Regions from separate parts of the Sus scrofa genome. Here region 2 is linked to region 1. A link is a contact called in public HiChIP or PLAC-seq data. All regions are on one chromosome and are shown on one strand. Each heading gives the region's core, a stretch centred on a gene start, on an enhancer-like site or on the middle of the called end of the contact. The rest is flanking DNA. Distances are from core to core; before and after follow the strand shown.

Region 1 (6,696 bases), core at 4,052-6,551:
GTGGGCCTCTTGGCCTATAGATGTAACATAAACTTCAAATTGTTGCTGTGATTATAGAGCAAAAGTGCTTTAATACAGCATACATTTTCTGAGGCCCGTTGTATTTACTGAGTTGTTAATGAGGATTTCTTAACTTTTCAGCTTTATAGATTAGGAATTCAAAGCAACTGTCTGTGATACACTTTAGGTCCATATGCAGTGAACAGACTTCAGAAGGACTGTGAAATGCTTGTGTTTATCTTTAAAACTTTTGGCATATCCTGCTGTTGAAACTTTTGGTTCTGATTCAGTCTTATATGCAATACCTCTGTCTGTACTTCATACAACATAGATGTAGTTAGAATTCAGTTTTTACTGGTGTGATATACCTAGCATGTTAATTAAATCTTTACTTTTTATCCTTTTTCCCCACTGATCGTTGCAACCTCAAGCTAGTTTTTTTTTTTTTTTAATTTGTCAAGTTAAAATACTAACTCAACATTATGTTAATATTAGTGTTACTTAGTGTTGCCCAAAGTAATTCTGCAGGTAGATTTTAACTGCAGTTAGAAATAAAATTTATAGATGGCTTTTACAGATTTTCCCCCTTAAGAACATTAATATTTATAAACTTTTAGATTATGTAGAAAATAATTGATAAAGAATATACTGTCATGTGTTGAACTTGAAAATCTATGTAAGAAACTATCATGTAGTCTCTAGAAAGTTTCTGATACTGCTAAAACTCTAAAAATAGAGTTATAATTAGGTTTTAAAAATTGCAATAATAATAAATTGTTCTTGCAGCATATTTCTTTATATTCTATGAATCTGTTTGGTTTAGTTGTGGAAATGTAAAATGCTTATAATAAGGTAATGTCTGTGTTCCTCCAATAACTGACTCATCGAGTTATTTTTCTTTAATTTTTACATTCAATAACTTTTAAGTCCTTTGTGGATTTTATATTGGAGGGAGAACCACCTCCAGTTTTTTCAAGCATAATGTTTCTGATGTCCTTTGCAGAAATACCCATGTTAAATGTAGGCTTTCTTTTTTTTTTTTTTTTTTTCTTTTTTCTATTTTTTTAGGGCTGCACCTGTAGCACATAAGAGTTCCAAGGCTAGGGGTTGAATTGGAGCTTCAGCTGATGGCCTACACCACAGCCATAGCAACACGGGATCTGAGCCTTGTCTGTGACCTACGCCACAGCTCATAGCAACACTTAACTCAACTGAGTGAGGCCAGAGAGTAAACCCGCATCCTCATGGATACTAATTGAGTTTGTAACCCGATGAGCCACAACAGGAACTCGATTTTCTAATTTTTTTATTTTTTTATTTTTATTTTTTTGTCTTTTTGCCTTTTCTAGGGCCACTCCCATGGCATATGGAGATTCCCAGGCTAGGGGTCTAATCGGAGCCATAGCCAGCTGCCTACACCAGAGCCACAGCAATTCCGGATCCGAGTTGCGTCCGCAACCTACACCACAGCTCATGGCAACTCTGGATCCTCGACCCACTGAGCAGGGGCAGGGATCGAACCCGCAACCTCATGGTTCCTAGTCATATTCGTTAATCACTGCGCCACGACGGGAACTCCGGTTTTCTAATTTTTTTAAAGCTAAGCTTCACTTGTGATTTTTGATCCTTATCTGTATGTACATAGTATATATTTCTTTCCTATAGTAAATACATCATTGAACGGTTAACTAATTTTGTTCAAATAATTTTTATAATTTTCCTCCTTCTCCCTTTCTTAGCAATATAGCATCTTTGAAGGAAAAAAAAATCTTCCTAATTATTTCCAGATTTTTTTTCCCTCTTTAATAATCCAAGTAGCCTGTGGTTGTTTATAATATGTGAGACACTATGCAGATTCTTTCTTTCAAGGGATATGTTCAAGTAAATGGAAACTTTTATATATACATATAAGTACAAAATGTAAAATAAGAAAAACTTTCCCAGAGTTATAGAAGCAAAGACATGTGTTGAATATCTATCATGTGTTTACAAAACAGTAGCAGTAATAAAAGCTGACATTTTCTGAATACCTTCCATGTGCCATGTGTGGTTCTGGGAATCAGCTCATGTAGCCGTCGTAACATCTGTGTGAGATAGTACATTTATTCCCATTTGATAGATAAACCGAGAACATAGAGGGTTTGCTAAGTGATCAATGTTGGATCTAGGGAATGTTTGGATGAATACAACTGACTAAATCATTGGAAGGAGAGATACCTGTTGGTTTGCTGATGTTGTAGCCTGAGGAAGAGATGGGGAGGGACTCGGCTGAGGCAGGGGCAGTGGCTTGGGGGGGATCTGAGAGAGCAGGTGCATATGGAAATGTTTAAGGGAATGGTTTCCTATGTGAGGTAGGGAAGGAGGAGAAGCCCAGGATGTCTCACAGTGGTTGATGTCATTAACCTTGCAAGAGAGAGGAGAAGGAACACGGTCCTGGAGAGGGGGAGAAGGATAATGAGTTTTATTTGGGACATGTTGCATTTGAAGTGCTGTGGGACATTGACACAGAGGGTGGACTGAGAAGGGGAACTTCTATGCATAATAACCAAAATGACCAACTAGAAATTTCATACAGTTATTCCAAATTTGAATTTCAGGAAGATACTTGGCAAATTCTACTCATGGAGTCCTGGCTTTGGTGCCGCTTTGCCAGCATCTTATGTGGCCATTCTGATTGAAAGAAAAAGCAGGTAAAAATTTACTTATCTACATATTTAGTGGAACTGATTTACTGATCCCCACCCTAGCTAGGAATTTATTTTTATCTACTTATTGTTTATCATGATCCAGGGATGAGAAATATTTCCACATATATTTTTCAATCTTGCAAATATCTGGAGAATTTAATAGTAATATTATTTTTTATGGGTTTTTGTTTGTTTGTTTTTGTTTTTTTTTTGTCTTTTTTTGCCTTTTCTAGGGCTGCTCCCACAGCACATGGAGGTCCCCAGGCTAAGGGTCCAACCGGAGCTTTTGCTGATGACCTATGCCAAAGCCACAGCAACGCCAGATCCTCGTTGTGTCTGCAACCTACCCCACAGCTCACAGCAACAATGGATTCTTAACCCACTGAGCAAGGCCAGGGATTGAACCCGAGTCTACAACTCCAATTAGACCCCTAGCCTGGGAACCTCCACATGCCATGGGAGCAGCCCTAGAAAAGACAAAAAAAAAAAAAAAAAGAGCTACAAACTGTTCTGTAAGTTGTTCAGCCAGGTAAACAGTTGAAGTTAAAGATTTTGCGTAAAAGGATTTTTACCATCTCAAGAATAATTATTTTTATTGTCAGGAACTGCTTTGATTCCATCTTTATTCCAGACAATCAAGATACACTCATGTATTAATCAAGATGGGGGTCATCTTTCAGTTTATGGAGATGTTTATTACAGTCGTGGATCCCCTAATAAGAATATAGGTAATTCTTGTGCGGTAACCAAATGTTTACTTAAACCACCTGAAGCCATTTTAAGGCATTCTTGTAAATGTAGTAGTATCTAAATTTTTGTGGTTCTCTGATTATATCATGATACTTCTGGGTTATTAAAATTACTAAATCGAAACATGTAATGACCCCAGCAAAATAAAGTCATTATTGCTAGAAATGTAAGTTACTCCACCTGAGAGGACAGTGCAGAATAGTTGTTAAGAGTGTGGATTCTGCAGCTATATTATCTGGTTTGAGAGACTGGCTCTGCCACTTACTATGTAACTTTTATGGTTTATTCCTTACATTGAAAATGGAGGTAGTGCAAAAAAAAGAAAGAAAATGGAGATAGTAGTCGTAATCTACTCAGGGCTGTTCAGAGAATTAAATGAGTTAATTATGTAAAACGTGCTTAGAAGAGTGCCTGCTGTATTGTAAGTGTGTTAAGTGTGAAGTATTTTTTATTGTTTTTTGCCCTAAAGTAATTGTTCTGGTGATTGTAACTCTCCAATCCATTAAAATATCTGAATATTTGTTTTGAAAATATGACTCAAAGTATGCTACTCATCTGAAACTTTAAAGATGCTTTAAGCCAAGCTTTCTATGATTTATTTTGAGCACTTGAATGATAATACAGGATTTTTGAAGTTATTTGCCTACTTTACATTGTAGGCATCATGAACTCCTAAATACTTCAGCATGCAATTTCTATTTTTATTTATTTTTATTACTATTATTTATTTAGGGCTGCACCCGTGGCATATGGAGGTTTCCAGGCTAGGGGTCTAATCGGAGCTGTAGCTGCCAACCTATGCCAGAGCCACAGCAATTCGGATCCTATGAGCCGCAGTCTGTGACCTACACCACAGCTCATGGCAACGCCGGATCCTTAACCCACTGAGAAGGCCAGGGATCGAACCTGCAGCTCATGGTTCCTAGTTGGATTCATTAACCACTGAGCCACATTGGGAACTCAAGCATGCAAATTCTAAAGTTAGGGTACTTTCCTATTCAATTACAACAGTATTATCACACAAAGGAATCATTATCATTTTCTAATACCATCTTGTCCATGTTGTCCTGAAGTGCTTTACAGTTTTTTCTTTTTTGGCTGCACCCCCAGCATATGGAAGTTCCCACGCCAGGGATTGAACCCCTGCCATAGCAGTGACCTGAGCCACTGCAGTGACAAAGCTGGATAGTTAACCCTCTGAGCCACAAGGAAACTCCCTACAGCTGTTTTTTGAACGTGAACATCAAAGTTGACATATGGTGTTATATGTATTTTCTTCTAATCTAGGTTAATCCCCCCTTTCTTTCCCTCATAGCGTTGACTTACTGATGTGACCAGGCCAATTGTCTTGTGTGTCTAAAACATTTCTGCCTTTGTCTGAAATATTTCTTGTATACTTGAAGTTCAGGCTGAAGACTTGATTAGATTCAGATTAAACATTCTTGATAAGAATTTACTTCATAGATGATGCTGAAACCATCAGAGGTCCATAGTTTTAAGTTGTTCCAAGTTTGAATGTGATTAAAGTGATAATCACCAGCTCTTTCCAATGATATCTGTTATTTATGGTGAACTAAATGAGTGGATTTCCTGACATTCCACAATTCCAATTCTTTCTGTGCTGTGATGAACCTCAGTTGATCATGACATCACTATTTGTGAGAATGACTAGTGTGTGTTGTGTGTATGTATTAAACAAATCGAGTTTAATGTTGGTGTCATATTTACTTTATAAATAATTCACCAGTTTTCATTTTTTTTCTCCTTACTCTGGTATAGTTTAAGTAGCAATGAATGTTGTGGCCTTTTAGTATTTGGTCCATTCCTCTGTGGAACCGTGGTGACTCTTTTGGGTGTGGTAGTTTATAGAAAAAGTTGTCAGTTTCCTCTGTGGAAATTGGTCTGTTTAAACTTTCAACTCACTCAATAGAAAGTCAGTGTTAATAACTTTCTTTAACAATTTGAACATTATCCCTTTATTAAAAAGCTTCCATTTCCCAGAAATTACCCATTTTATAAAGATTTTTGTATTTATTTGCATGGAGCTTATACAAAGTAGTTATGATTTGATTGAATTTTTTGTTTTCCCTGGTTATTTCTCAACTTGCCATTTATTTTGCATAATTGTATTGTTAGCTAATTTGTTGATTTTGACTCATTTATTAGCTCTGTTTTTTGGCTTTCTCATCCAATTTTCACTTTCATTGTTTTTTCCTTCTTCCTACTTTTTGAGCAAATTTGCTTTCTTTTTAAAAATCTTTTTAGTTTGATGCTTAATTTATTTATTTTCCTTTTTTAAGGTCTATTGATGTAAGTGTTTAAGGCTATGAATTTTCTCTTTATCATTGCTGTAATTATATCCCATTGATTCTGATATGCGTTATTTTCATTATCATCATTTTCTAGAAATTCTGTAATTTTAGTTTTTCTTTCTCCTTTGATATAAGTAGAGAGCTTAAGAAGATGGAAGGGTCTCTCTGTTATTAATTTGTAGTTTTATTGCTGGCTCTCTGTTTAACCATTTGAGGAACTGCCAAAGTGGAACTGAAGTTGTTGCACCATTTTTCATTCACTCCAGCAGTAGGGAGTTTAATTTCTTCAAGTTCTGGCTAACACTTGTAATAATGTGTCTTTCTGATTATGGTCATCCTGGAGAGTGTGAAGTAATATTTAATTGCAGTTTAAATTTGAATTTCCCAGATGACTAATGGTGTTCAGCAACTTTTCACGTACTTACTAGTCATTTGTTTATCTTTGGAGAAACCTATTTAGATCCTTTGCCTGTTTTTTTTAATTGTATCATTTTTTTTATTATTAATTTGTAAGAGTTATTTAGATATTCTAGTTACAAGTCCTTTATCAGATATATGATTTGCAAATTTCCTTCTCCCATTTGGTGCTCTGACTTTTTAAAATTTCTTGATGCTGTCCTTTGAAGCACATATATTTTTAATTTTGATGAAGTCTAGTTTATATATTTTATTCTTTTATTGATTGTGCTTTTGTGCCGTATTTAAGAAGCCATTACCAACTCTAAGGTCACAAAGATTTACCCCTATGTTTTAAGAGTTTTTTAGTTTTAGAATTTTATAGTTTTAGTTCTTGTATTTGGGTTTTTGATCCATTTTGAGTCAATTTTTGTCTCTGATGTGAGGTAGGATATTACATTTTTTTGGCCACTCTCGGCATTTGGAAGTTCCCAGGCCAGGGTTTGAATCCAAGCCACAGCTGTAACCTGTGCCGCAGCCACAGCAATGCA
Region 2 (6,639 bases), core at 845-3,344, 140 kb after region 1:
CAACTGAAAGCAGTTATTCCATATAATCACTTTAAATCCTTAAAGATTATTGTCTCCTTTTCTCCCTCTTAACTTTCTTCTCAGCATCAACTTCTTCTAGCATTTTAATATGCATTTTACTTTATTACCCCATTTTAAATGCAGTCCGCAATGGTGGGTAGAAAATGAGTCTGTTCTTCAATAGGTGAATTAATGAGAGACTTTCCTGATCTAAAATTTAGCATGTCTCTCTCTTTTTTAAATTTGTTAATTGTACTAGTAATACACTACTAAGTTCTTTCAAAACAAAAGCAAGTAACATCAGGAGTTCCCACTGTGGTGCAGCAGAAACGAATCCGACTACTAAGCATGAGATCACGGGTTCAATCCATGGCCTCGCTCAGTGGATTAAGGATCCAGTGTTACTGTGAGCTGTGGTATAGGTTGCAGACATGGCTCGGATGCTTTGTTGCTGTGGCTGTGGTGTAGGCCAGCAACTGTAGCTCTGATTTGACCCTAGCCTGGGAAAAGCAAAATAAATAAATAAATAAATAAATAGCAAAGCAAAAAATAAAATAAAATAAAATAACATCAAGGTGTATAGAGTAAAAAATGAAATTTCTTCCCATTTTATCCAGCTGCTCCCTCTTCCTGCTTCTCTTTCATTTGAAACCTTCTTAACAGTTTGGCACATATCATTCCAGAATTCTTTCTGTACATACCTATGTACCTATGTGTATATTTATTTTAAAAAACAGGAAAACTGTTTTTCTGCAGTATTTATTCTGTTGAATAACATATCTGAGGTTTGTGTCTATGTGTTAGTATATATAGACCTACCTCATAGTTTTTAGGAGTTTCCAAAAATGTTATATATCTCTAAATAATTCCTTAAGCCCCATTTCTACTGTTTACAGTTTTTCACTATTACAAACTGTCCAACTGTGAACATTCTTTTAAAAATATCGGAGGAGTTCCCGTCATGGCGCAGTGGTTAACGAACCCGACTAGGAACCATGAGGTTGCGGGTTCGGTCCCTGCCCTTGCTCAGTGGGTTAACGATCCGGCGTTGCCGTGAGCTGTGGTGTAGGTTGCAGACGCGGCTCGGATCCCGCGTTGCTGTGGCTGTGGTGTAAGCCAGTAGCTACAGCTCCGGTTCAACCCCTAGCCTGGGACCCTCCATATGCCGCAGGAGCGGCCCAAGAAATAGCAAAAAGACAAAAAAAATAAATAAATAAATAAATAAAAATATCTTTGTGAACATGTTCCAGTGTTTCTATGAGCTAGATAGTTACCTACGTATGGATTCTGAGTAAAAAATATCCTAATATATTCAATTTTGACACATATGGCCAGATACTGTCCTTCACAGAAGGCAGTACCGCTCTACTTTCCCTCCAAGAACCGTTGTTGAGTCCGGATCTTAGTTGCTGTCGGTGATCTCTACCTTGTCAGTCATGTGATCTAAAATGCAGTTCCTCCTCTCTGCCTTGCTTTGTATTTCTTTGCGAACTGGTGAGCTTGAATGTCTTTTCATTGGTTTATTAGTTATTTTGATTTCATGCCCTCTATCCATTCCTTATTTTTTATTTTTTTTGCTGATTTGTAGACACTCTTTATATGCTGTATTTGTTTTTTCCTGTTAATAGTGTTATATCAGCTATTATGTAAACAGCAACCATAAAATTGTTGTGGCACATAACAAGCAAGTTGGCTAGGCCAGCTCTGTGTCCCACTGCTTCACATGTCTTTGTACTGCAGCCCAGGCTGAGGGCACAGAAGCTGTAAAGGGGCAGCTGTCCTATGGCAGCGGCATGAGGTTTGTCTACACCAGCATCAGCAGCAAGATATCCGTGTATGTGCATCCTAAGTATTACAGTCCAGTGCACACAAATATCTGCTCATTTACCAAGGCATTTTTTGTTTTTTTTTGAGTTCCCCAGCTGGAGTTCTGAGTTGTTTTTGTTGTATAAATCATACTTGTAAGGTATTGTCTTTCCAAAACATTCAACTCGGTCTCCATGGAAAGAAAAACTTTTTTCCCTTTTGGTTTATGTAATATGTAGGTCAGTTACATAATTACATTAACAAATACAAATGACATAAACGCATTTGGGGATAAACACAGCTGATTCTTGGCAAGCATGTAACTCAACTAGTATGAACAGATATATGTGGTCACATTTAGTAGTATTTTGTTTTTTTTTTTTAATCTTGTAGAAGTCAGTGTGAACATTTGAATATTTTGCAGAGAAAACAGAATCTAAGATAAATATATCTTATTAAATGTAATATCTCTTTTTTTTTTGTCTTTTGTTTTTTGTCCTCTTAGGGCCACACCCACGGCATATGGAGGTTCCCAGGCTAGGGGTCTAATCAGAGCTTAGCTGCCAGCCTACACCACAGCCACAGCAATGCCAGATCTGAGCTGTATCTGTGACCTACTCCACAGCTCATGGCAATGCCGGATCCTTAACCCATTGAGTGAGGCCAGGGATCGAACCTGCAACTTCATGGTTCCTAGTCGGATTCATTTCCACTGTGCCACGACGGGAACTCCCTAAATGTAATCTCTTAAATGGAAATTGCTTAAGAGAATTTTACTGTAAAAACATATTTAAAAAGATTTACTAACATCTTTTGTCTCCAATATCATTCATCATCACTGTTCTTTTTTCTCTGCCTTAAAGTTCTCAAGATTTGATTTCTACTTTGTTTATTGTTTTTAGGGCTGCTCCTGCAGCATATGGAAATTCCCAGGCTAGAGGTTGAATCAGAGCTACAGCTGCTGGCCTACACCACAGCAACTCGGGATCTGAGCCACGCCCTCAACCTACACCAGAGCTAAGGGCAATGCTGGATCCTTAACCTACTTAGCAAAGCTAGGGACCAAACCTGCGTCCTCATGGATACTAGTGGAGTTTGTTACTGCTGAGCCACAATGGAAACTCCCTGATTTCTACCTATAAAAAAATTTTTTTTATGGGGAGATCAGTGGGTTAAGGATCTAGCCTTGCAGTGAGCTGTGGTATAGGCCACAGATGTGCCTTGGATCCTGAGTGTGGCTGTGGCTAAGCCAGCAGCTACAGCTCTGATTCTACCCCTAGCCTGGGACCCTCCATGTGCTGTGGGTGTGGCACTAAAAAGACATATATATATATATGGTTTTTTTTGGCCTATTTCTTATCTTAATAGAGCCAAACTTCATAATCATACTTTTATTATAGGAACCAGCTTATACATACAACTTGGTGCTTATTTATTCTAGCCTAAAAATAACCGAGGTTCAAGAATTTATGGAATATATGCTGATTCAGTGTTATTTTAAGTTAATTTGTTATATTGCAAAATTTCACAAACAAAAGCATTTTCCTTTCAAGGAAATAAACAGCAATACTTAATGTTTTAGAAGATCCTAGATTTTTAGAGTAGGGAGCAAATTAGAGATTATGTACAACACTGTCACTTTTCTGGAATCTCTGAGGGTTTTTATGACTTGTCTTAGCTCACTCAGCAGTTGGGAACAGAGGTCAAAGTAGAATTTTGAATAATTTAACTTTAAATGCCATACATGCCATCTCATGGGATTATTCATCTTTCTATTTGAAATAATAAATATTTCTGATTGCTGTCATTAGAATCTTTGGAATTCTTTTCTTATGACTAAATTTTAACCAGGAAGGAGGATAAAAGCTACTTTGTAGCCAGATGGCTATGCTTTTTGTCTCTCGGTTTCAGTCTCTCCCTTTCCCTCCCTTCCTCTCCTCTCCTCTCCTGCCCCCTTCTCCACTGTTGCTTTTCTAATTTGTTTTTTTGGATTTTTTTTTTTTTTTTTTTTTTGCTTTAATACAGAACGTCAAGGAAATAACTGGGTGTTGCACTATAACAGTTAACATTAACTATCCATCATGTCATTTTGTGTGACAAATGTATGTATGACTGGCATTTTAGAATGTAATTTATGTTACTACTTTTTTATGCATTATTAATAATTTCTTAAGAGGAAGCAACGTTTTACATTAGCATATATTTATTATCATTTCTCATCTTTTATCATGAATTGATCCCTGCTTCCTTTATGAAATGTAAACAGATATGTATTGAAGATTTATTTGAACAGCGATTTGTACATTTTAAGGATTTCAATTATTTTAATTTCTCTTGCTATATTTCCTGGCTTAAGCTCACTGGATGTAGTCACATGTCATTTAAATTCAGTCATCTAAATTTAAGGTATATTAATTTTATGTAGGAAATCAGGAATATCTTAAATTTTATTCTGTGTTTATGACCTTCGGGGATGTTATTTCATTTCTAGTATCAAAGTTTATTTTGTTGAAAAAAATACTAGATTTCCAAAGAAATTTATAAAAGGAGGTTGTTTTTTAAAGCTGTAAAGTACTTGAAATTTCAGGAGTCTGAAACTATATTATAGGATGTAGATTTTACCTTCTTATTTTTCAAATCAAATTGGCCACAGTAATAAGCTATAATTGAAATATGAAGCTTTGACATAAAGTAGAAATTGTAATCTTACGAACAGCTGTTGTCATAAAAGAGATTGACTGGAATTTTATTGTGTGTCTAAAACATTATCTTCTCACAAGTCCCTTTTTTTAGCTTACTGAATTCAAATTCTGCTCTGCTTAATCTCATCTCAAAAGTCAAATATTGTTTCCTCTTCTTCCATACATGAATTAAATAGATACCAGGCTGATCACATCTACCTTGTATGAGTTCTATTTTGTCTAAAAGTATTCTTTCCAGTAGTTCTTTTGGATTTAGCTGTTTTTACTTGTTAATAACATCTAGATCTGCTCCAAATCTTGACCTTTTGCCCTATTGCTAACCCCACAAATCTAATGAGGTTCCCTGTTCTTGGCTGTTGGACTTTTTGTTTGGATTTAGCATATCTCTTGTTCCAGCATCCTCTTCCCATTTCTTGTTCACCTGTCAGTTGTGTCTTCTCTGTAAGGGGTCATCTGCAAAGTGGGGGGATTATACAGACTGCATTTGGGGCACATGATTCTTTCTTTCATTGGCCAGTTTTACCTGAGTATAATTTTAAAAGTGCAAATGTGCTCTAAGTTGCACCTGTCTATATTCTCATATATTTGTAACACTCTTTTCTATAGGAAACAGTGCAGAAAGTCAGATTGCTGGGTATGCAGCATAAGTGGAAACAGTTTTCAATTCTTAGGGGAAGAGCTAACAGCACAGCAGCAAAAGAAACAAGTATGATATATCTGAGGAAGATATATTTACCTAAATTTTATCAGCTTTGAAGGAGTCATATAGTGGGAATTTTACATGTAAATATCATACAAGCTCATATGACTTAAAAAATCTACCATACCGGCCTGTGTCTTCCATAATTTCAGAGCCACTCTGTCCCTTTCTTTCAGTTGGAAAGGACTTTGTCCCTTTCTTTTAGTTGGTAAGGCTGTGGTGAAAAGTGAAATGATTACAGCTAGCGAGTATGTATTGATTGCTTCTGTGCCAGGCACCTTGCTGAGTGTTTTACCAACAATGTTGGCTTCATCTTCGCTACCTGCCATCTCCTGGGGTAGGTACCGATACTGTCTCCATTTTACATGTGAGGAAAGTGAGGAAAGGTTAAGTAAACTTAACGTCAAGGATTATGTAACTAGAAATGAACAGAGCTTGAATTTGAATTGGGGTCTCTCACCTCAGAGCCTATTCTCTTCATTTCTCAGTCTGCCTAACTTCACCAGTGCTTCCCAATCTTTTCGACACCGTGCTAGACACAGAAAACACTAGTGCATGTCTTTAAGCCTAGCGGGGAAAATGGCTGAGGCTGCTTACAGCTGGAGGCAGCTCACCTGGAGGCTCTGAGCCCCCCTGAAATCTCCCCTTACCCCCGTAGTGTGAAGTCAGAATAAGGAGGGGATTAGGACTTGGTCATAGTGTTCATCATTTGTGGCAGGCACACCTGTTGGGAAGCTCCGTTCTACCCCACAGTCTCTTACTGGGAAGTGGGAGGTGAGAGGTAAATGCCCCTTTTCCTATCACAGTGTCTTCAGCTCCCCTTATGTCACAGGCCAGGTGGAAGGAGTTTGGTGGTTGTTCTCAGTTCTGTTATGTTCCTCTTTCTCTATTATCATTCTATCTGCTACATTAATAGTAGAGTCGATGGTTATATTTTTTACTTTTTCCTTGTTTTTTGAAGTTTCAGTGAAGTGTAGTTGATTTACAGTGCTGTGATAATTTCTGCTGTACAACAAAGTGAGTCATTTGTACATGTACACACATCCATTCTCTTTCAGATTCTTTTCCCTCATAGATTTTCACAGAATATTGGGTGGAGTTCTCTGTGCTATACAGCAGGTCCCAGTTGCCAGTCATTGCATATACCTCAGTGTGCAGTGGTTACATTTTTCATTCAGGTAGTATTTATTGAACATTTACTATGTACATGTTATATGCTTTGGTAATTCAAAAGAGTCACAGTCTGCCAGAGGAAATATTTGTTGCTATATTCTGAATGTTTGCATCCACCATGCCCTCCTCCCCCCCAGCCAAATTCATGTATTAGAATCCTAACCTCCTAGGTGATAATATTTGGGGGGGGGCTTTGGGAAGAGATTAAGTTATAAAGGCAGAGCCCTCATGAATGGGATTAGTGGCCTTATAAAAGAG

What was found. HiChIP or PLAC-seq counts read pairs in DNA pulled down with a chosen protein or histone mark.
Region 2: an H3K27ac HiChIP or PLAC-seq map of alveolar macrophages shows a contact between it and region 1. The contact joins two enhancer-like sites. A contact is called at or near these places in 1 of 47 Hi-C or Micro-C datasets (liver) and 1 of 2 datasets of contacts at active chromatin or transcription factors (alveolar macrophages).

The regions. Positions count from the first base shown.
Region 1 is chr9:20,809,785-20,816,480 of Sscrofa11.1, forward strand. It overlaps TMEM135 (transmembrane protein 135), which reads left to right. Exons shown (of 17, transcript XM_021062616.1): 5 at 2,598-2,690. Among named protein-coding and RNA genes, the nearest start is that of TMEM135, 72 kb to the left of the region's middle. Within about 2 kb of position 5,302, at least 1 of the 83 cell types and tissues checked has an H3K27ac peak or open chromatin away from gene starts, as enhancers often do. A contact at or near this core is called in alveolar macrophages, where this site is marked.
Region 2 is chr9:20,956,682-20,963,320 of Sscrofa11.1, forward strand. The region is part of intron 8 of TMEM135 (transmembrane protein 135); the gene reads left to right. Among named protein-coding and RNA genes, the nearest start is that of TMEM135, 220 kb to the left of the region's middle. Within about 2 kb of position 2,095, at least 4 of the 83 cell types and tissues checked have an H3K27ac peak or open chromatin away from gene starts, as enhancers often do. A contact at or near this core is called in alveolar macrophages, where this site is marked.